Linked DNA regions of Mus musculus: all the other regions are linked to region 4. The links are chromatin contacts, called in public HiCAR-type, HiChIP or PLAC-seq and promoter capture Hi-C maps. All regions are on one chromosome and are shown on one strand. Each heading gives the region's core, a stretch centred on a gene start, on an enhancer-like site or on the middle of the called end of the contact. The rest is flanking DNA. Distances are from core to core; before and after follow the strand shown.

Evidence for each region. Promoter capture Hi-C pulls out the DNA fragments that hold promoters and counts their contacts. HiCAR-type assays count read pairs that join an accessible place to other places. HiChIP or PLAC-seq counts read pairs in DNA pulled down with a chosen protein or histone mark.
Region 1: a contact with region 4 is called in an H3K27ac HiChIP or PLAC-seq map of double positive thymocytes, with 6 times the contacts expected there. The contact joins the enhancer-like site here to the promoter of Tnfaip3 in region 4. A contact is called at or near these places in 9 of 39 promoter capture datasets (the 3T3-L1 cell line, the HPC-7 cell line, embryonic stem cells and 4 more), 5 of 484 Hi-C or Micro-C datasets (CD4 T cells, DN3 thymocytes, Sertoli cells and 2 more), 8 of 115 datasets of contacts at active chromatin or transcription factors (bone marrow-derived dendritic cells, double positive thymocytes, large pre-B cells and 5 more) and 3 of 9 other capture datasets (adipose tissue, liver and macrophages).
Region 2: a contact with region 4 is called in a promoter capture Hi-C map of liver, with 3 times the contacts expected there. The contact joins the promoter of Nhsl1 here to the promoter of Tnfaip3 in region 4. A contact is called at or near these places in 1 of 39 promoter capture datasets (liver) and 1 of 9 other capture datasets (adipose tissue).
Region 3: a FOXA1 HiChIP or PLAC-seq map of pancreatic cancer cells shows a contact between it and region 4. The contact joins the enhancer-like site here to the promoter of Tnfaip3 in region 4. A contact is called at or near these places in 14 of 39 promoter capture datasets (the 3T3-L1 cell line, 3T3-L1-derived adipocytes, the C10 cell line and 9 more), 6 of 484 Hi-C or Micro-C datasets (adipose-derived mesenchymal stem cells, embryonic fibroblasts, muscle stem cells and 2 more), 14 of 115 datasets of contacts at active chromatin or transcription factors (the NIH/3T3 cell line, bone marrow-derived dendritic cells, bone marrow-derived macrophages and 9 more) and 2 of 9 other capture datasets (adipose tissue and liver).
Region 5: a contact with region 4 is called in a HiCAR-type map of fibro-adipogenic progenitors, with 2.7 times the contacts expected there. The contact joins the enhancer-like site here to the promoter of Tnfaip3 in region 4. A contact is called at or near these places in 7 of 39 promoter capture datasets (the 3T3-L1 cell line, the HPC-7 cell line, embryonic stem cells and 2 more), 4 of 115 datasets of contacts at active chromatin or transcription factors (bone marrow-derived dendritic cells, fibro-adipogenic progenitors, microglia and 1 more) and 3 of 9 other capture datasets (adipose tissue, liver and macrophages).

Annotation. Positions count from the first base shown.
Region 1 is chr10:19,577,130-19,581,288 of GRCm38.p6, forward strand. No RefSeq gene overlaps it. Among named protein-coding and RNA genes, the nearest start is that of Ifngr1, 13 kb to the right of the region's middle. Within about 2 kb of position 1,537, at least 47 of the 459 cell types and tissues checked have an H3K27ac peak or open chromatin away from gene starts, as enhancers often do. A contact at or near this core is called in DN3 thymocytes, double positive thymocytes, memory CD8 T cells and 4 more, where this site is marked.
Region 2 is chr10:18,405,028-18,409,124 of GRCm38.p6, forward strand. It overlaps Nhsl1 (NHS-like 1), which reads left to right and starts at 2,648. Exons shown (of 7, transcript NM_173390.3): 1 at 2,648-3,487. The coding sequence starts at 3,286.
Region 3 is chr10:19,530,348-19,534,845 of GRCm38.p6, forward strand. No RefSeq gene overlaps it. Among named protein-coding and RNA genes, the nearest start is that of Gm33104, 46 kb to the left of the region's middle. Within about 2 kb of position 2,549, at least 28 of the 459 cell types and tissues checked have an H3K27ac peak or open chromatin away from gene starts, as enhancers often do. A contact at or near this core is called in hepatocytes, liver and pancreatic cancer cells, where this site is marked.
Region 4 is chr10:19,013,319-19,017,471 of GRCm38.p6, forward strand. Tnfaip3 (tumor necrosis factor, alpha-induced protein 3) reads right to left here and starts at 2,092. Exons shown (of 9, transcript NM_009397.3): 1 at 1,835-2,092.
Region 5 is chr10:19,555,539-19,560,097 of GRCm38.p6, forward strand. No RefSeq gene overlaps it. Among named protein-coding and RNA genes, the nearest start is that of Ifngr1, 34 kb to the right of the region's middle. Within about 2 kb of position 2,288, at least 6 of the 459 cell types and tissues checked have an H3K27ac peak or open chromatin away from gene starts, as enhancers often do. A contact at or near this core is called in fibro-adipogenic progenitors, where this site is marked.

The DNA.
Region 1 (4,159 bases), core at 287-2,786, 560 kb after region 4:
ATATGTTAGCCCTAGTGAAAAGAAAAATGCCACCTCAATAAAAGCAACTTAAGAAGAAAGGGTTTATTTTAGCTCTTAATTACAGGTTATAGTCCATCATAGCAGGGAAACCATAGTAGCAGGAGCTTGAAAGAATTAGCCACATTAAATCCACAGTCAAGAGCAGAAGGCAACAAAGTAATGAAGAAGCTCACCTGCTCAGTCCATTCTTTCTCACTCTCACACAGTTCAGGAACACCTAAGGAGGAACTGACACCACCCACTCTGAGTGGATTTTTTCCCATGTCAATTAATGCAATCAGTATAACTCACAGTGAACTATGGTGATACAATATTATGAAAATATTTCTTATGTTCTAAGAGTCTGTAACTTTTGCTGGACCTCTAGCTCGAGTTAATAACACACCTTGAGGTCACTGACGATTTAAGACTACTACCCTACTGCATAGTCAGCCTGTTTATTTAACCTTCTTTTAAGACAGCAGTTTGCAACCCTTTGGGGGATGGCTGATTCTTTCACAGTGGTCACATATCAGATATCCTGCATAGCATATACTTACATATGACTCATAACTAGCAACATTATAACTAGCAACATTACAGCTACGAAGTAGCAACGGAATACTTGTATGGTTTGGGGTCACCACAACATGATGAACTGTGATAAAGGGTCACAGCACCAGGAAGGTGAGAACCACTGTTTTAAGAGGACAACATAGTCATTAACTGTACTTGACTTGGATTTCCCATTTAATCAACTTTTAGAACCTAAGCTAACGCACAGCTGTGATATTCAGTTGAGCTTAACTCAGAGCTCATGACTGATTCATTTAATCCTTGCATGTACAAACACAGCCACTGTCAAACCTGATCTAGATGACCCTTCAGGGAGACTTTCCTCCCAAGTAGTTCTAGAAGGTGTCAGGCAGACATTAAAACTAACAGTCACTACGTCCAATCTACTTTTTGTTGTAAAATATTGCACTGAGAGAAGAGTCTGTTCCTGTAAATTTGATCTAAGGCAATATTTACAGTGTGTGTTTGTGCCAAGGAAACCACAATTTTAGCTCACTAACCCCCTCCCGACAAATTGACGCACACATTTCAAACCACAGAGACGAAAAACATATCCTTTTAAGTAATAAAGAGTAATGATTAGAACTTAACACCTTCTAAGAAGGAAACTCTTTGATGTTGGTATTTAAACTTCTAGACTTGCATTCAAACCCTCCGTAAAGTTTGACAGGGAGAAAACATTAAAATAAAACGTTATTTTCATAACTCAAATTTGATGTAGCCATCGTCACCACCACAATCATTTCGTAAACAGACAACACTGGCTGCAGAGCTCAGATTTACATTTTTCCTTGCAGTCGGACATGGTGCCCATGTCCTACGACACACTTTCTTTCCTTTTCTCAGCTTCAACAATCCACGGCTTGCCTCTTAGACTGCCCATCTTTGTGCAGCAATATGCCTAGAACATATGTCAAAGCCACACACTACACATAGATTTCCTGCCAATTTACCCTTTTCATGATATTTTACCTCCCAAAGATCATCAACAGGAGCCATGTAACTGGATTGTATGACACGTGCTACCAAGCCTGCTCTGGAAACCTGGCTGGGTGCCAGTGCCTTCCTTAGCTCACTCAGACACGATCCTTCAGAACTGCAACAGGATGCTGCAGCAGGAGGATTTTGGAGCAGGCAGCTTCTAGGCTGAATCTATATCCTCAGCTCACCTACAGTCTCTAGCCTACACACTTTTAGTTTTGAACTGAAGTGCCGTTCTTCTCCAGGTTCTCCAGTCTGCTGTTAATTCCTGCAGAGTTCGGCATTGCTAGAGACTATGGTCATGTCAGCTAATTACATAAAGTCTCCTCTCCTCTCCTCTCCTCTCCTCTCCTCTCCTCTCCTCTCCTCCCCTCCCCTCCCCTCCCTTTCTCTGTTCTCCTTTCTGCTCCCCTTCCCCTTTCTCCCGTTCCCCGCTCCCCACACACTGAGCAAGTGCTATAACCTTGAGCTGCACCCCCCACTCTTCTCTCCACATATATTTATACATATATCCCACTGGTTCTGCTTCTCTGGAGGCCCCTGATTTATATAACTATGCTTAATATATGACAAATTTATTTGGCAATTTAATGGACTTAGCTACTATTTATATTTCGCTAAGCCTCAAAAATCCATTCTGAGCAGGTTGGTTAGCCTCCCTTACTGTGTTGTGCACATGAGGTTACAACTTTCATAATTACAGAACAATGATGATAGTTCACTTTTAAGTTGCTACTCTTCCTCAGTTTGTATCTCCAGTAAAATAGTGTTTGAACTGTGGATATAGGGGTATCTATTCCGATGTCAGCAGGTTGGAGGAATCTCATGAGTCATCTACAATTCTGCAATCTACCTTGTGACCATGGGGAAAGTGTGCCTTAAGACAAGGAAAGAGAGACATGGAAAAAGGACATCTATTTCTGTGAACCAGGAAGTCCTTAGTCCTTATATCAAATCCCTGGACCAGAGCTCATCTGATGTCATAAGCTCATGCCAAGGAGTTAGGTGTCTGAACACAGGCTCTCCTCAGTGTGGCTTCTGCCTGGCACTTCAGCACTGCTGTTTTACAGAATTCTTTCTCTGCAGCAAATGTTCCTGATCCCGCAACCTTAGTCTGCCCAAGCTCATTCACCATCTCCTTTCTCTCCAGAAATACAGCACTGCCTGATACAATGGCACTTAGCAGGGTGGCCAGCCCTGTCAAAACAAACAAACAAACAAACAAACGAATGAACAAACAAACAAAAGACAGCAGACTCCCTCCACTTATACCCTTCAACCCCTACCTAACCTTGTACTGACATCTAACAGATAACATGGAAGGTGCATACTAGAATGGAGATAGCACTGGCTTGGACAATGGTAATTTTCCCACCACCTGTAGTTTTCTTACCTGCATCTAAAGCCAGCTTTGTTAGTTCAATATTTTGGGTGCTAAGATACAGGGCTGTGAGGGATTAAAGCTAAAAGGACATTTGGGGAAAGAGTGATGGTAACCTACTGAAGAAAGAAGAAATGATGGAGATTTCCTCATCTGAACCACTAACTGCAACAGCAAAACGGCAACCAACCTGTGCCAGCTCCTCTGCACCCTTCCCCCCTCTTTTCCCCTTCCTTCTTCCCCCTTCCTTCCTTCGTTCCTTCCTTCGTTCCTTCCTTCCTTCTGTCCTTCCTTCCTTCTGTCCTTCCTTCCTTCCTTTCTTCTGTCCTTCCTTCCTCTTTCCTTCCCTCCCTCCTTTCCCTTCTTTCCTTCCTTCCTTCCTTCCTTCCTTCCTTCCTTCCTTCCTTCCTCCCTTACCTCCTTCCTTCCTTCCTTCCTTCCTTCCTTCCTTCCTTCCTCCCTTCCCTCCCTCCCTCCCTCCCTCCCTCCCTCCTTCCTTCCTTCCTTCCTTCCTTCCTTCCTTCCTTCCTTCCTTTCTTCTGTCTTTCCTTCCCTCCCTCCTTTCCCTTCCTTCCTTCCCTCCTTCCTTCCTTCCTTCCTTCCTTCCTTCCTTCCTTCCTTCCTTCCTTCCTTCCTTCCTTCCTTCCTTGAGTTAGCAGACTACCAGAGAGCCATCAGCAGTTTCCATTTCCTACAGAAACAGAACCACTCACTCTCAACAACAGGCAGTTCCGTTTTTCAACCCAGGTAGGTGACCCTGCAGACTTTGGTCTCACTGTGAGCTCCCCCATGATTATGTGGAGGATCTCAGAGGATATTCACTCCTCCCTGCCGTAACTCACACACGTTTCTGCCCTGTGTTCCTGGGTCCCAAGTTCAGTCAGAGCTGATTATTTGAAGATTTAATATGACTCAGAGCCTATTTAAATCTCATGATCTTTTTATGAAATGTAGGAAGTGATCTATTACCAGGCTGGTGATCTTGGACTATCACAAAGGTTCCTTTCTGAAGCAAATGGTTTTGCCCAGTAGCACTAGTAAGATCCTTACCTTAAATAATGAATGTTCAAGTTAGGCATGCAGAAAAGGAACTCTAACCAGCAAATATAGTTACCATGATTTATCGAGAACTTTCTCCCAGGCTCCACAGTTGTCACGAACACTATGCAGACTCGCATATCTTTCTACTAAGGTGAGCTCAGTGGGTGAGCATGAGGCCCA
Region 2 (4,097 bases), core at 1,398-3,897, 610 kb before region 4:
GTCTGTCTAAAAGGTCTGAGAGGGTGAGGGATATGCTCTCAGAGCCTTTCATGGGGAGCGGGGAGGTGGGGGAGGGGTGGGGGAGGGGTGGTTAGATGATAACATTTTGCAATGCTGATGAAGATTCTGACTGGAGTTACTAGAGCAAGCCAGTGATACTCTAAGGTACCCTACTCCTCAATAGCAATATTATGAAGATTACCACACTGTGTACGTGTGAGTTGCGAGGTACCCAGTACCCATGGCTCTGGGTAAATAGTCCATTGATTAAGGTGTGTGTTCTTGGTCATTGCTAAATGAATGAGTGTGGTGGCTTCTGAGGCAGCCCACTTAGGCTCTTCTAAGATAGCTGGAACCCACCTGGAGCATGAAGAAAGCTGTGACCTCCGGGGCGGACGAGAACCATTGTATTTGCTGTTGGCCAGTAGCAACTTTGATCCAATTAATTAACAAATTAATGTTTGTGATTTTCTTTGTATTAGCAAATATTCAATCATCTAAGCCAGTGATTCTCAACCTTCCTAATACCACGACCCTTTAATGCATTTCCTCGTGTCGTGGTGACCTCCAACCATAAAATGATTTCATTGCTGCTTTATAACTTATTTTGCTACTATTATGAATCATAATGTAAATATCTGATATGCAGTATATCTGATATGTGACCCCAAGGAGGTTAAGACCCACAGATTGAAAACCACTGACCTAAGCCATAGATTAGGCAGTACATGGAGGATTGGTTAATCAATTCTGTTTTGTGGTTTGTAGGAACAGTTTTTAGAAATCCAGTTTGTGGGCTGGAGAGATAGTTCAGCAGTTAAGAGCACTGACTGATTGCTCTTCCAGAGGTCCTGAGTTCAATTCCCAGCAACTGCATGGTAGCTCACAACCATCTGTAACAGGATCTGATGCGCACTCTTCTACAGCTACAGTATACTCACATAAAATAAATATTTTTTTTTTTTAAAAAAAGAGTGAAATCCAGTTTGTTAGCATGCCTACATTTAGGGTAAAATTGTTTTTTTGGCAAATAATTTCAGCTTCTGTATAAATGTAAACAACTTTAAGGGACAGTCTTGAGTCTTGGCTCTGATAAGCCAGTTATTTCTCTTGGTTGCTCATAGTGAGTTTTCTCCTTGCTCCTCCGTTAGGTTCTGCCAGATGTGTGCAAGGCTGGGGCCATGTGAGGAGTACTGAGTCCAGTACTGGGTACTGGACTGGGTGCACTGAGACTGTGCACCCAGGCCAAGAGGATTCAGCTGTCTCAGGTGTATCAAGGTGTATCAGGCACAGCAAGGGGTTCATTATGAAGCTTAGATACCTTTAAATTATAAATGTGAATTACAGTGCAGCTATAAGGAAGGTGTGGACAGCAGGTTAGAGAGACTTGTGCACGTTGTTTGGTGCCCATGCACTCTTAGAGGGCAGGAGCTCTGTCTTGCTAAGTAGAAGGCTCGTTCACATTTTTTCTGAGGTGCTCTTAAAAACTCCTCATTTTTATATTTTTAATTCTTTTTACTTCTTGTTTTCTTGAGACTGGATGTCACCTAGCCCAGGCTGGCTGCTCTACATAGAGTGGAAGTCAGTTCTCTGCATTTACCTCTTCAATATCAGGAAGATGGGTGTGCACCACTGGGCCTGGCAGCTCTATCGTCTCTGCACTTGTAATAATGGTCAGTGTAGACACATCACTGAAAATTAAGAGCTGAGGTAGGTAGGACCAGCACACCCAGTAGCCGAGAACTTCAGACCCCGTGCTGTCTGCTTCCCATCCCTGACCACTGCTCTGGCATGGGGTATGTGTGGGCTTGAGTTCATCTGTCTGTAACCTGAGGCATTTAGGCATCATGGTCTCTTGAGAACCCTTTAGCTTTTCTGGCCTCATTAGTGCTGACGGCTGTTTTCTCAGTTGCCTCTTCAGTCCCAGTGTCTTCTTGTGTAGCATGAGAGTCTACTGTCTTGGGGACACTTTGCTCTGGAACTTCTTCAGCGAACGCCCCAGCCCTGGCATGCTTGAAGAACTCCGTCATTCCGTCTCAGAGAGTCAGGGTAGACTTGAGACACAAAGTTTGCCTTTAGAACTGTTTGTTCTCTGGAACAGGGTTTCCCTGTGTAGCTAGCCCTGGCTCTCCTGGAACTCACCTTGTAGACAAGGCTGCCCTTGATCTAGGAGTTCCTCCTGCCTCTACCTCCCCATATTCTGCCTGCTGGCTGCAGAAGGGGAGGCAGAAACAGGTGCACACATGGCTGCGTTTCACCTTTGCTGAAAGCAGGAAGTGAAGTGAAACTGCTTACCTTATCCTTAATCGCGGCATTCCTTAACCCGTGTCCCCACCCCCACCCCCGGAATTCGGGACTAGAAACCACATTAAAAGCGCTTCTGGTGATCACCCTTTTTCAGAAGTGGGTCCAGTAGTCAGCAATCAAAATCTTTTTTGTGATCTGCAGAGAGACGTCTACGTTCTGCACAGGCTTGCTTTTCCATTGCTTTGCAGGAGTTCAGAAGTTTGAGCTACCACTGAAGTACGGTCTGTGGAGGGGCGGGGCTCTCTGTCTCCAATGAGGTGCCTTCAGTGTCGGGCAAGCCTATCATCTTTCGCAGGAGTGCTTACTCTGTAATCCAAGCGATAGCCACGCAGCCTGTTTTATTGTTTGTGGAGTCCTGCGGCTAGGAGCGCTTCCCAGACGGGAAGGAGGGCAAGTGGGCGGTTTATGATTCTTCCCTGGGCCGGGACAACAGAGCCGAACCCTTTGATTTCTCCTGAGTAACCTGTGTGGGTGAACTTTAAACTAGGGGCCTGCTTGACGCTGGATCTTTTTCTGCAGGGTGAGGAGTTAGCTCCGGAAGCCTGGCTGTCTGCCTTAAGAGGGAAAGATGCCCTGGAGAGGCGTAGGATTACCTTTAGGGATGCTAGCCATGCAGCCAAGAGTCGGGGTACCTTGGCTCTTCTTCACAAAGTCTTGGCAAGTGTGTCTGAAATGACTGTACTGTTTATTTTTCTAAAGCTTGTACTTCTATTTATTATTATTTTTATTTTTGCCTGAGGACCTCCCGCCAGAAATTGGTGCTACAATGTGTCTAGAGTAAACCATTTTCTTAAAAAATTTATCTTTAATCCTTCATTTTCCTTTTAATCGGGCACGCAGAAGCACAAAGCCTGCCCGACTCTCAGCGTTAAGAGGGAAGGGGCAGGCCCCTTTCAAGGATCCCGGCCAATTCTAAAAAGCCAGCATTTTGTTTGTTGGGCTGCCCTTTGTCTCTAGAGGATTTTGATGTGAAAGAAGATGAAAAAGGACGGCTCCTCAGGTTCCTTCGGAATCAAGGCAAGCCCAGGCTCCCTCTCACGTGCTGTGAGTTGGATAAATTTCTCCTCCCTGTCCAGGCAGACAAAGAGGCTGTTCCGCAGTGATGGAGAGCTGTCCGTTTGTGGGCACCAGGTGGAAGCCGATGATGAGAACTGGATATACAGGACCCAGCCCAGAAAAGGTGACTTGATTTTATTCTTAATTTAAACATCTTTTTAAAAGTTTGCTCTATAGAATTCTTTGTTCCTGCCGGTGCTTTCCTGTCACGTCCTCTCCTGCTCCATCAGGAGTTCCTTATTTGTTTTTTTTTGTGCTGGAGCTAAGTACCATTCATTTGTTTACACGTCTGAAATAAAAACTGCTCCGCCAAGATCCAGCTTGAGACCGTGTAGCCTTCCCAGAAGGTTAAATAGCTGTTGTTTGCCGCAGGTGCTCTCCCCTCTTCCCCAGTCCATGCTCGCCTGTGACTTGGATAAGTCAGTAAGACGCTGTCACCCCAGATGGAATCATCTGGTCTGGGCCAAGTCATGAGCTCTTTCCAGTAAGTGCTCTGACAAAGCTTGAGGGTTTGTGTCTTTTTGCGGCGTTCTTCTGAGAAGATGAATGGGTTTGGTGAATGTGTGACTTAGACAGGTGTTGAGTGTGACACGGAGGAAAATGGACACAAGGGGTTTACCTTGGCCAAAAGAGTTTTGGATTTCTGTCAAGTTCCTTGTCAGACCAGCGCTGGTGTCTGTTCTCAGGATTAGCATGTTAGACCCCCTGGAAGGTGAGGAAGACTATAGTCCTGC
Region 3 (4,498 bases), core at 1,299-3,798, 520 kb after region 4:
TATAAGAAGTTCACACAGTGTATGGCCCACTTCCTGAGCACGTGTTCTTCCGTTGGCTCACTAGCCTACTTCTGTCTCCGAAGGCTTGTCCTTTTCTTAATAAACCATCTCTATGTGGCTATGATGTGTCTCTAGTCCAGTTCTTTATTGCAGCACACACAAATCCAAATATTTCAGCAAATTCATTTTGCCTGTTGCCTAGGGACTCAGATCCCCATCTACCCATGGCCACTGAGATAGAAGCCTGGATGTGTCAGTCAAACCATGAGTAGTAGATACCCTGAAAGGCTCTTTACTATTAAATTTATCCAAGCTAATCCATTTCAAAATAAGACATTGAACAATGCTAGTGAGTGAGTTCTTCAGAGAAAGCATGAGAAAAGAAAACAGTAATAGACCATGGTAGCAGTGGGTGTTAAACTCATGAAGAAAAAGAGACAGAACGTGAGCTTGAGCCTGGTTGGGGTATAGCTTGGTAGTAGAGCACTTGCCTACCATGGGTTTCAATCCCCAGAAAAGATGAGCTTACAGAGGATTCTGAAATTTAGGCAGAGATATGCGTGAGGAACAGAGAGAACTCTCTAAACCTACATAATCCCCTGAAGTCACTCAATTAAAAACCAAGTTATTATATTGGATTATCTAAAAGTAAAAATCCACTTACATTTAATCTTCAGAAATAACTCACTCATTATGCATTCAAGTCTCCACAGAGGGATTTGCAAGCCAAGGACAGTGGCCCAGAAAAGCAAAACCTACCTCTTTCCTATTACAAGTGCACACTCACAAATCTGCAAGAGTTTGCAAAGGCAGCTTTGAACACCTCTTTCAACACCCAGCTTAAAAGTATTCTGTAATATGGTCAATTAAAAGCTGCTTCTCTCTGAAGAATGGCAGGACTCCCAGCTCTGTGTGTGGAAACCCCGGCTCTGTGCTACAGTTGTTGTTGTTGTTGTTGATGTTGTTGTTGTTGTTGTTGTTGTAAACTACATAAGGCATGATTGCCCCGCCACCACACACTTAGGTTATCAAAGCTTGTCATGGTACCTGTTACAAAGCATGAGTGGGTGCTTAACTTTTTTCAGCCTAATTTGTTAACTCATCACTCAATAAATAGCTGATAGATGATGAAACACCTCTAGAGTATGTGACACACTAAGATAAATTCAACAGGAACAGATATGCATGAGCCCCACCCTCAAGGAATTCCCAGGCTATTAGCAAGGGCTGCAATCAGAACACAGTTAGAGCAAATATTCGTGTACTTGCAATTCACAGTTCAAAGGTCAGGTGCTGTGTTCTATTTACCTAATAAGGCATTTGCCCAGCCTTGGAGGCTCAGGAAGCTTGAGGAAGTGATGTTTTGGACTTTGATCTGAAGAAAGAATGGCAGTTAAATAAGTAAGGAGGGTAGAGACTCATTCCTGGTAGGCAGTCCCACACCTGCAGTACTCTTAGGGTAGGCCAGGAGTGAGAAGGCCTGGTTCCTTTCCTACAGCTGGTGGGCCTCCAAGGAAGAACACCAAGGTCATTACTTCCCCACTCTTTTACGAGAGTATTATCACTATTAGTTGGCGCATGCCACTGCAGTAAAACTGTCTAAAGTGGGATTTTTTTTTTAATTAAATCATTTCTACTTGAAGCTAATACTAACTAAGTCTCTTAGTGATGGAAGAGACAGAGTCCAAACTGGCCATCTCTTGTCACCAACTGAAGCTTCTAATACCAGGACTGGGTTGCTTTCAATTGAGTTGTTGGCCAAGAGGTCCCATGGAGATCCCTAAACAACCCAGGCTGTTGCTAAGACAAACTCTCCTCAAACATCCAGGCCCCATTGCTGAGAACCACACCCATACAACTCATTAAACATGGAGAAGTTGAGCTGGGCTCTACATGGATTCACATCTACTCCCTTTGGTGAGAAGAATCTTTGGTGTGGGAAGATACTCTGCAGGTCATCAAAAGAGAAACTTAAATACCAACCTGTCCATAAAACTTTTGATCTCCAGTCTATCCTATCTGAAAAACATTCTGGGACAATGGTGACATAGAACGTGTGGAAGTAGCCAAACAATGTCTGATTGACTTAAGGCTTGATCCCTGAGACAGAACCCATACCCAAACACTACTGGTCTTTAAAAAAAGAAGAAAAAACTATCATTAAAATTACTCCTTATGATATTGTGCTAAACTCATAAATCAGAGTCTTATCCAGTCAGCATCAGAGAGGCTTCCTCTGAGGGCAGATAGGAACAGATGCAGAGACCCACAGCCAGACATTGGGCAGAGAGAGACCTTGAACATCCAGCTCTCAATGGGAAGTTTTAGTCAAATCCCTTCCCTCACAGCTCAGAGAACCCCACAGAAGGGGAGGTGGAGAGTGTAAGAAACTGAGGGTACCGAGGTCCTGCCTGAGTGTGAGGGTCCTGAGGAAGGAAAGAATGGGAACAGAGCTGATGCAGTAATGACTCAGAGTCAGTAATAGACACACACTGCTAGTTCAGGTCCTCTCCTGTCCCTGATGATTCTCAGTATTCGTTATTTAATTTCAGTTTAAGCTTAAGGGTAAATAAACATAGAAAGTCTGAACCCAGTCTTGTGTTTACTAAAGCTACATCATCAAGGCTTTGATCACTGTTAATAATTATCGAGAACTCATAGATTTACATAAGCTCTATGAGTCCCGGATCAATAATCCCAGCCCCCTGTTTCCTTAGAGCAGAACCAAGCACAAAACAAAAGCACATTTAGCCTTCCACAGCCTGTTTTTATGGACATCTGGGCACAGCTCTTCCAGTTTTCTGGTACAGCAGACAGCAGCCTTTAGTAACTTCTTCCATGTAAGAATAGAAAAATGACAGACTACTAAAGTTAAAATGATACCTTACCAAGTTTTGAATTTATGTAAGTAATACACTAAAACAGTTAGCTCTCTCTAATACCTTTCCAGGCATTGATATCTTCAATTCATCAATCAGCTAGAATAACAGAGCACTAACTTTTTATATGCGTCTACATCATCTTTTAAGTCTCTAATCTTCATTTTCTTATCGCAGCAATGCTATAACCTCACGTACTCTCATTCTAATACTATATATTCCTAAAATATATATAAATTTCTATTTTTTCTATCCATACCCTTTCTTCCTGAGATCACTCTAACTCTCTGTCCTCGATATCTCTGAATTCGTTCTGGCTGATCAGTGCAGCAGTCATTGAACCAGAGGGTACATGTACTTCCCAATGATTCCGAAATCATTCAAGGCCAAGTCTGGTAATGAAGCATTTCCTAAAAGGACCATGTAGGCTTTTATGACACTTGTGATTATATTGTCTAGATCATTTCCCATGGTCCTGAAGGCCTGTCCATCATCCATCATGACCACCTCCATTCCTCATTCCTGAAAATCACATCAGTTTTGATTACTATGTCATGATTAGCTCTGAGTAATGGGGGTGGGGGGAGTATACTCCCCAAAAAGAAAGATTGAAAGTAGAGTAGTAAAGACAGAAGATCAAGTTTGGGGCAACAGCAACCATGTACACATGTGGGGGTCATAGGATCAACAGCCTGGCAATGCTCCAGGTGGAGGAACTGTGTCACACCTCCCCTTATACAGTCATGCCAGACTGGGCATGAGGGGATGGAGGACACCAGGAGAACAAGGCCCTCTGGATCAACTGAGCAAGAGTAATATGACTCATAGAGACTGAAGCAGTACACAAAGAGCCTATATAGTTCTACACCAGGCTCTCTGTGGATATATTACAGCTATTAGCTTAGGGTTTTTATGGGACTTCTGAGTGTGAGAACAAATGGGTCTCGGATTCTTGTGTTTGCTCTTGGAATCTTTCCCTCCTTTTGTACTGGCTGCTTTGTCCAGCCTCAATATAATAGTTTTTTGTTTCACCTTGTTATATTTCATTTTGTCAAGTGTGGTTGTTATCTTTTAGATAACAAGGTAATAAGAGACAGAATGGGGAGTGTATCCGAGGGAAGCTGAAGTGGGGAGGAACTGGGAGCAGCAGGAGTGGAAATTGTCATCGGCATTTATTGCATGAGGTAAGAACCTATATTCAATACAAGAAAAATAAAGGAATAAAAGTGTTTCTACTCACAGTTCACACATTTTAAATTACGGGTTTACACAAAGAAACAATCAGTGCTGGATGATCGCATGAGCTATACCCTTTATTGACTGGGTAGCTTTTGACTAGCCATTTAACTTCTCTACATCTTGGTTTTTACCTTCATAAAATTAGAAGGTTAATCCACAGGACATCTTGGGAGTTCCATTCAATGCTGAAGATTTGAAAAGATGTCTCTGAGTGCTATAAGGTGTGTCACCTAGTGATACAGGTGGTGTCCACTTATTAGATTAGCCTTTCCTAAATCACTTAGCCCCGTGGCCCACAGTAACAACATCCACCCTGGGGGTTAAACCTGATTCACAATGAAGAACACAGATGTTCTGCCGTGTGGAGGTCTGTGACCTTC
Region 4 (4,153 bases), core at 842-3,341:
CCATCCATCCATCCATCCATAAATAAATGAATTCATGCAACCAGCAATGCCAGACCACCTATTTAAGGCCCACCCTTGTGCTTGATGCTATAGCGAAGAATGTATGCCCTCACTCCCAGCCTTGATATGAATGACACAATGCAGCTAAGGCAATGAAGGTAAGACCCATCTCAGGTCCAGCAAACATAGGACGTAGCTTTTCCTGAAAGCCAAACCTTCCTATTTCCTATCTCAATCCTCTGTTAGTTTCCTGATAGCAACCCTGAGGCACAGCACTTGCTGTTCTCAGAAACACACAAGGAGAAGTTTTAGATCAGTGAGTTGCACCTTGTTCTATTTTCATGACTATGCTATTTCACGCTCCTGGACCTAAAGAACTTTTAGCATAGATCTAAATGTGGTGGGGGCTCTAAACCATATATAAAACATGCAAATGTCAATGTCTGGTAGCCTACTATTACCCCATTCATAGCACTCTCACTAGCACTACCTGTTTAAAACAGAGCTTAAACCTCTGCCCAAGTTTCCAGTTCTTGGATTTCCCCACATTTAGAGAATAAATTTTCCTGACATATTATTGTAATGTTTTATGGGTAAAAAAAATTTACAACATTACCCTTAACTTTTAAAAATATATTTGTTACCTCACTGCCTTACAGATAAATTTCCCAATTTTTGTCACAGGATCAATAAGATTCTATAGAACTTACTCATCAAAGTCTTTCCCCCAGTTTTATTTTTCCACTCTGAACAGATTTTTTTTTTTGTCTGCGATGTGGAAACTTATGTATTATTTATCAACAGATACCTCGGGCAACTGTTGGGAAGTACCCCTCCAAAAAAAGCAAAGCAAAGCAAAACAAAACAAAACAAATCCATACAAAGAACTGCAAAAGATCCAAGTAGCATCTCAGACAATAAGAATGGAGACCGGATCAGTTGCTCAATAATCTGGGACATCAGAAGGCTAACTAACTGTGATCAGTTCTCCAAACGGTGCCCCCACTTGACCAGACTAGCTTTCCAAAGAAAGATCAGAGACCAGGAGAAAACAAAGCATGCTCCAAAAAGAGCTCTTAATACCTCAGCTTTCCTGAGAGGCCAGGTGGCAGGATGTGGGACAACGGACCCGGACTGACAACACACTATCTCAGTGTGGAGTCGGGGCTGCAGCAGGGAGTCTTACATGCCACCTAAAGTGGAGTCCCCAACAAGCAGGCCAGAGAATCATTTCTGCATGCATACTCTTCTTAAACTGTGGCAACTAGAGACCTAGTGGCAATCTCAAAGCACGCCCCTCCCCTCCACCTCCCGCCCCGCAACCCTCCTCCCACAGATCACTGAAAGGTTAGCTGACCGAAGTCTCCAAGTTGGATTTGGTGGCCTCTGAGAAACCCATCCCCTGTTGGGCCAGTTGTGCACAATATGGGAAAAAAGCCCAACGCGGTTCTGCAAGGTCTACGTGCCTATGAACACGCTGCACTTGATTTCCAAGTGGGGGGGGGGTGTCACCCACGACCACACGACCTAGGAACCCAAAAGGTGACTGACTATTCATCAGCCAGCTGCAGCTCCTGTCACCCTGCAGGATCGAAAAGGAATAGCTAGCTAACTAGTCGGCTGAAGAAACTTCGGGCTGTCAACCTAAACACCTGGCACCGGGACCTCAACTCCGGCCAACAATACCCCAACTCCAGGATCCCTGCAAAGCCAGCGCAAGGCAGCTCCACACTGAGCTGGCCGTGCACCCCGAATCTGGCTGGCAGTGCACCCCACTGACCGAGGACCCCCGCATTCTGCTAGCCGTGCACCCCGCAGCCGGAGCATCGCTCACCTCTTGGGGCCGCGCGGAGCCCTCGCAGAGCCCAAGTGGCCGGCCGGCCGTCACTGGCGCGCGCCGCAGCCCGGGATCGTGGTCCGGGTCGTGGTGGGGGTCGGGCCGAGGCGGAGCCCCATGGACACCCGATCGGGCTCGCTGGCTGAGGGGGTGTGCACGTCTTTCGGCGGCCTGGCTCACCGCTCCGCCTCCGGCTCCGAAGACTACAGACTGGGCAGTTCCCTTTTTTGCCTTTCAGTTGTATGCTTTGCCAACAGGGGGATTTCCGATGGAAATTCCAGTCACGTGACCCGCGTGGCGCGCCGCCGACCGGCAGAGGGCGCTCTAAGCCGTGCCCGCCCCGCCCGGAGAAACTCCTAGGTCCCGCCCCGGGGTGTCCCCGCGTGAGTCACCTGGGCATTTCGGAAGCTGCCTTCCACGTCACATCCATGTGGAAATCGCGGTGATGGGAACTGGAAATGCAATAGGTTCTTTTTTATAGCTTCTTTTCTGAAGAAAATCAGCTGTGAAAAGGAAGGGAAATTAGAGAGAAAACCCAAAAAACCACCCAGACACACAGGACCTCAGGCTTGAAGCTTGGCTTTGAAGTCTGGGCTGTGCACGTGATGAGCACTTCAGAAAGAGCCCTCCGCAGGGTCCCGAAGGGAATTGACAGAAAAAGCGGCAGGGTTCTCCAAGCCATGTGTCAGCTTCAGGTTGGATGCAGTGCAGAGTGAGATCAGACCCCATGGTCCTGCAGTTTTTGAGTTACGGGGGGTGGGGGGGGGCAAGGTCAATTTCAGAGAGAATTAGATTCGCCTCCCCCACCCCCACTCCTACACACCCTCCATTTCTCCTTTATTTCCCTGTTCCAAGGAGCGTTTTAAAGTTTAGAAATTTCTTCAAGTTTATTGCTGGCTTTCCCCGATCCTTCTACAGTTGTTTTCTTAAGTATTGTTTGGCTGGCCTGAGAATTAGTTCGCCCCATGAAGCCAATGGAGGATAGCCTTCCACAATGCCCTGATTGATCCCCGACTTGCCTTTCTTGAGAGGGGAGAAAGCTTCGCTTCACTTAGACAGGGGCTTGAGCTCTGCAGAAAGAAGCGAAAATGCTTTTACCTTTCTGGAGAAAGTGGAGTGTGTATGGGGGTGAGGTGGGGTGGGGTGGGGATACTCTCTGCAGAGCTACACACTAGAAACTGAGGTGGCTTCATTCACTGGCCAGGAAGGGCCACTCTGAGAAGGTGACATTGAAACTCTGTGACAAAGAAACCTCCAGGCAGTCTAGAGATAAGACCTCAAGGGTCAGCCACATTTGATACATCAAGGGGCTGAGCAGAGCTCTCTGGGTGGTTGTGCTGGGGCTAGGGTGCAGGGTGTGAGGCTCTTCCCGGAAAGGAGCCGGGATCTGTTTGAGGGACCACGGGAGGTCTGCGGAGTGACCTGATGTTATTTTAAATAGTGTTTAGTGTGATTAATTTACTCTGTGTGTGTGTGTGTGTGTGTGTGTGTGTGTGTGTGTGTGTGTGTGAGTGTGTATCTCTAGGGTCCCCTGGCAGGATTCCTAGAAAATAGCGCAAACCAGATAGAAATACTCAGTGCCACTGGGACTTCAAGTGTGTTTGCCAAGTTGCCAGACTGTATATTGCCCGTTTGAACTAGAGACATGTGCTTCTTTCCCCAGTAGTGACTGGGCTAGAGGACAGCATTTTCTATTTGTAATGAGAGGCTTGAAGCAAGAGTACTGGCCACTACCCCAGGACAGGTCTAATGGCCATTACCCCAGCCCCACTCCCCACACAGGTCCTTCCCTACTCCGTTTCTATTTAAAACCTGCCAGTATTTGTCTTCTTCTTTACAGATGTTTTCAGCTTCGGACACTTAAGCAGTGTAGCAATTTAAATTCCTGACATATTTATTACAGGCTCACATAAGGTTTTATGTGAAGTTTAGAAAGCTTAAGTGCATGCCCACAGTCTACACAGTCTACACAGTCTTGCTCCAAAGCTCACAGGAGAGGGCCTAGGAATTCCTTTGACAAACACAGCAACTAGCCACAATAGATGCAGGCTCTACCCTCAGGAAACCTCCCAGGCACACAGAGGTGATAAAAGATGCAGGATAGCAAAGCACACACCACGAAGAGAATATTAATCTTCAGACCACAACAGAACCAGGCTCTCTGTCATCTCAGACAGTTCCTCAACGAACCCAGCAGCTTCCATGTGCCCATTCTGGCTCCTGTTTGGCTTCTAGGTTTGCTGAGCTGGGAATTCAATAAAGAAGAATAACAAACCAGGAAGACCAAGTTCAAACCTGTCATTCTCACTGTCCCCA
Region 5 (4,559 bases), core at 1,038-3,537, 540 kb after region 4:
TCTTCCTAACCATCATGAGAATGGGCTCTAACAACACAGTAACTACCACAAATGCAAACAGATTAAAGCCAATGTGATGGTTTGTATATCCTTGGACCAGGGAGTGGCACCATCTGAAGGTGTGGCCTTGTTGGAATAGGTGTGACCTGGTTGGAATGGGTGTGTCACTGTGGGTGTGGGTATAAGATCCTCACCCTAGTTGCCTGGAAGTCAGTCTTCCACTAGCAGCCTTTGGATGAAGACATAGAACTCTCAGCTCCTCCTGTGCCATGCCTGCCTGGATACTGCCATGCTCCCACCTTGATGATAATGAACTGAACCTCTGAACCTGTAAGCCAGCCCCAATTAAATGTTGTTTTTTATAAGACTTGCCTTGGTCATGGTGTCTGTTCACCAGCAGTAAAACCCTAACTAAGACAACCAACTATCAAAAGATAAAATATTTCCACTTTTAAAAGGGAGGGATTAGGTGAGTCCTAATGAGTAAATAAAAGGAGTTAAGAAGCAATAAGCATGAATTGAGAAAATATTATAGCAACCCCCACATACAAAATATCACAATTAAAACAATGATTTTAATAGATCCATGTGATATGTGATATCCAGAAAGACTTCCTGGAAGAATATCCAAACGTATACTTCAGGGGCTGCATAAGAATTTACCCTCTGTTACTAATTACAGTATCCTGGGCTGGAGGCAGCTCCGGAGTCCGCTATGCGTGGAATGTATAAACAAAAGCACTGGATATAGCCAGGTAGCTAGACAGTCAGTCACAGACTTAGAGGCCACTGAGGATGTGCCAGTGGCCTTGGACCCCACCTCTTCTTTCTGGGATAACACTAGCAAGTGAAGCAACTCCGGGTCTCCTTCTTAATATTTAAAATACCTTGTGCAAAGTATCACAACTCTGCTGAAGCCCAGTAAGGGAGGAAAAGTTGCCTCCTCCTGCTCAAAACAATGGGATCTGAGTTCTACTTCTGGCCCTAGGTGGAGACATGACACAAAAATTTTAAAGAAATACGATTGACTTCCCCCTTAAGAGTTAATCCAAACAGGCCTGTCAATCAATTTGCTATGAGGCCTTCCCTCAGAAATCTCCCTGTAGTGAGATGATGAATTCATCGTCCTCAGATTCTCTTCCCAGAGTGTATTTACTGCAGCTCATCTGAGCCTGCTAAGATGTCCTCTTTTCTGAGTTCTAACGAAACACGTGTAACGTTCCCTTTCTCTTGGTCTGTCTCTTGTTTTCGTACCAGCCAAAACCCTAAGCATGCTTTAGCCAACACTGTGAGCATTCTCTTTCTTTAGAGTGACCCCCACCCCCTTCTGCTGTGTAGCTGCTTTGCCCATCTCCATTCCTGAACATGCTTGCTTTCTTGGACCTACCTCAAAAGACATGGCTATCTCTCTTCTTATTCCATTCCTAGTAGTTAATGAGGTAACAGTTGTCTTCCCTCAAACTCTTATAAATCAATCCTCAAGTTCCCTTCTGAGCTTATTTTTTAAATTCTTTTACTAATAATACTAAGGATCAATAAAATGGAATCCTATTTAGAAGTGACACATTTGGCATCTCACAGGGGTTATCATTCAAGGTGTTCCTCTGCTGCCATGGTCTGTCACTTGGCTCGAATAAGCACCTTTGGGCTAAGATTCCTTTAGGAGGATTAATTCTCTAGACTTTGCCTTTCTGTACTCTTGGCTTTGGTACTCTGCCTTCCTGGAAAAAAGAAATGTCATCTTCCCCCTCCTCTTTAAAGTTCCCTCTCTTGGAAAGGAACAAGACATGGGGGATACGCACAAAGCCTTTCCTTCTTAGGTTGTTTTTCTGTGTGTATGTGACATGGTTGCTTCTAAATGGCACTAAATTTAATCCCCTCCCTTTCCTCTCTGGCTGTTGAGACTCCATTTATTTCCTTCACTACTCCTGTTCTTTCAGAGCCAGACAGATTTGGATCAAGCTAAGGGGGGGGGGGGGAATAGACAAAGCAGCTAAGCAGGTTTGGTCAGGTTTGGGCGTACAGAGCACTGAACAAAACAGAGGGTACCATAACTGCCTTGTTCTAAATGTGGTGCTAGACAACTAGATCCATGATCATGGGGTCTCTAGGAAGTCCACAGTGGGGAGGTAACTCATAAGGCTGGGGTTGTTTAAAAGCAGGGTTGTCTGCTTTGACAGCTCATTTCTAACGGTCATGAGTCGCCTGCTACAGAGGTTCACAGACTTTTCTGTCTTAGCTCATGTCATCCTCAACTGGGCCGGTGGAGTTCACACCATGGGATAATTTTTCACTCTCAGTCTCTCCTTGTCCTTCCAAAACTGCTCAGAAGTATCCTTATCCCATCTGGGTCTCATCTGCAGATTTTTAAACCAAAAATCTAGAAGCCAACGGAAAATGAAATCCAGATGACATCTTTTCATATTTCTAGTTACAGCTGGATTTTTGTTGTCTTCATCATGGGAAATCATGTACTTTATTTTTCTTAGGTCAAGACCATAAAATTCTTAATTTTTTCTACCTATAACTTCTCTCCATGTATACATTTATATGCTTGGATACAGAATCTTTCTTATTTTTTTAGACAATGTGCCTCATGTCTCTCCCTTTGCTCCATATCTACTGATATATGTGTGTGTATGTGTGTATGTATGTGTATATATGTATATATTGTTCTGATATAAACATACATATGTATGTATATATGTGTATGTGTATGTGATGATATGTGTATCATTGTGTTTAAATGTTGTTAAATATGCAGTTGTTGTGGTTAAATATGCAGGTCACATGTTTGGCACATGTGTGTCCACCTTCACCACTACACATATAAACATTAATAATTATAGCAAATAAAAGAGTTGTCACAGCTGTGCTTCCTAGTTCTCTCTTCTAAGACTGATGATTGCGAAGGGCCCATTGTATATGCTAATATATTAGGTAAGAATGTAGTTAGAGCTTAGGTAAAGAAGGAAGTGTTTCCCAGTAAGTTGAACCATATTCATTCTGCTACCCAGGCAACTATAAAGCCTTTTACAGCCAAACATGTCACCTTTACTTCCAGAAGAATAAAAGGGAACAAGGACCTCCAAGAACCACCTTAGACTCAAGCCTTGAGGGGTACCTGGAAAAAATGCAGCGGTTTTAACAACCAGCAGTTGGAAAATTAGATATTTTTTCCCCATGAGTTGTATCAATTGTCAATATGACCAGTCTGTGGATAACTGAGGACATGAAATTACTGAGATTTAAAAGAGTAAGGTTTTATTTTTTTAGTGATGAAATGAAAAATGGAGAAGCAGTATTTGTGAAATAGGCAATCAATGACAATTAACTTATTAAACAACTAATTAAGCTATTAATGACAACGGCTATATTAACTAACCATTGCTAATGAAAATAACCAACAATATTATTTTCTTGTTGTCTAAATCATACTTTTCAATCCTAGTGACCAACAACAATACTCGCACTTTAAGCTTTATTCTCTCACAAACACATTGGAAAATGGCAGAGCTCTCATCTGAACCTCAGTTTTGGTAGTGGCCAGTGTGATGTGTACTTTGGATTTTGAACTAAGGCATAATCGATCCTGACTCCTTGTCTTTTTAATCTGAAAATATTCTTAAGATTGCTTGTAAATCTTGCAACACGGCGTGGCACTAACTGCCATAGCCAGTCAGATCTCATGAACAAAAGAACTTCCAGGAAGCCATAATAATTCTCCATCTTAGGCTTTCAAATCTTTGGCTAATGTACAGTGGGTGCTTGATGGGTAGACAGTCATCTACAGCTAGATCCACAGCTTTGTCAGCTGCCATAGCTTATGACACAGATGTTTCTTAGACACTTTTAATAATCCAGAAAAAATTCCAAGAGGAAAGCTGGATTAAAAAACATTCTTTCTCTATTGTAAAAATTCATGAATAGAAACCAACATCTTAGGGACAGTATGTAAGGACTTCTTGGTGGAGACATACAAATTATATGGGACCAACTCAAAATCTAAACCTCATGTCTTCTGTCACGATAAAGCTGAGGGAGTTGGGATAGGACATTTGCAGCCTTTATCTCTTAATAAATATGAATATTTTAAAATAGATTCCTCCCTAAATATATCCCCATACCAAATAATAGAGAATAGTCATCTTCCTGTTTTATACAAAGGCATGGCCACTTTTTGGATTAAAGTCAAGAGGAAAAGACACTGCCTTCTCAGTCTGGTCCTAAAGTCTGGACAGCTGCCAATCCAAAGTACTTCCATTCCTTCATATATACAAAGGACAGAAAATACTTCAGAAACTCGTGTTACCTCAATCACCAGGAAAATCCAGTTTTTAAGTGATATCTTAGGTCATTCATAAATTTTAGTAGCTTTGTAACAACAGAGAAATTTCTTAAAAGATCAGCATAAAACAACTGCGTTGTGTAACTTCCCCTCAGCGAAACCACAGGCAATTATAGCGTAAACAGCTGTATCCTCCCAATAAGCCCACGAGTGATTGGGGATATTGTATACAAACTCGGGGCCATGAATAAAGAGGACATTAAATGTCTTC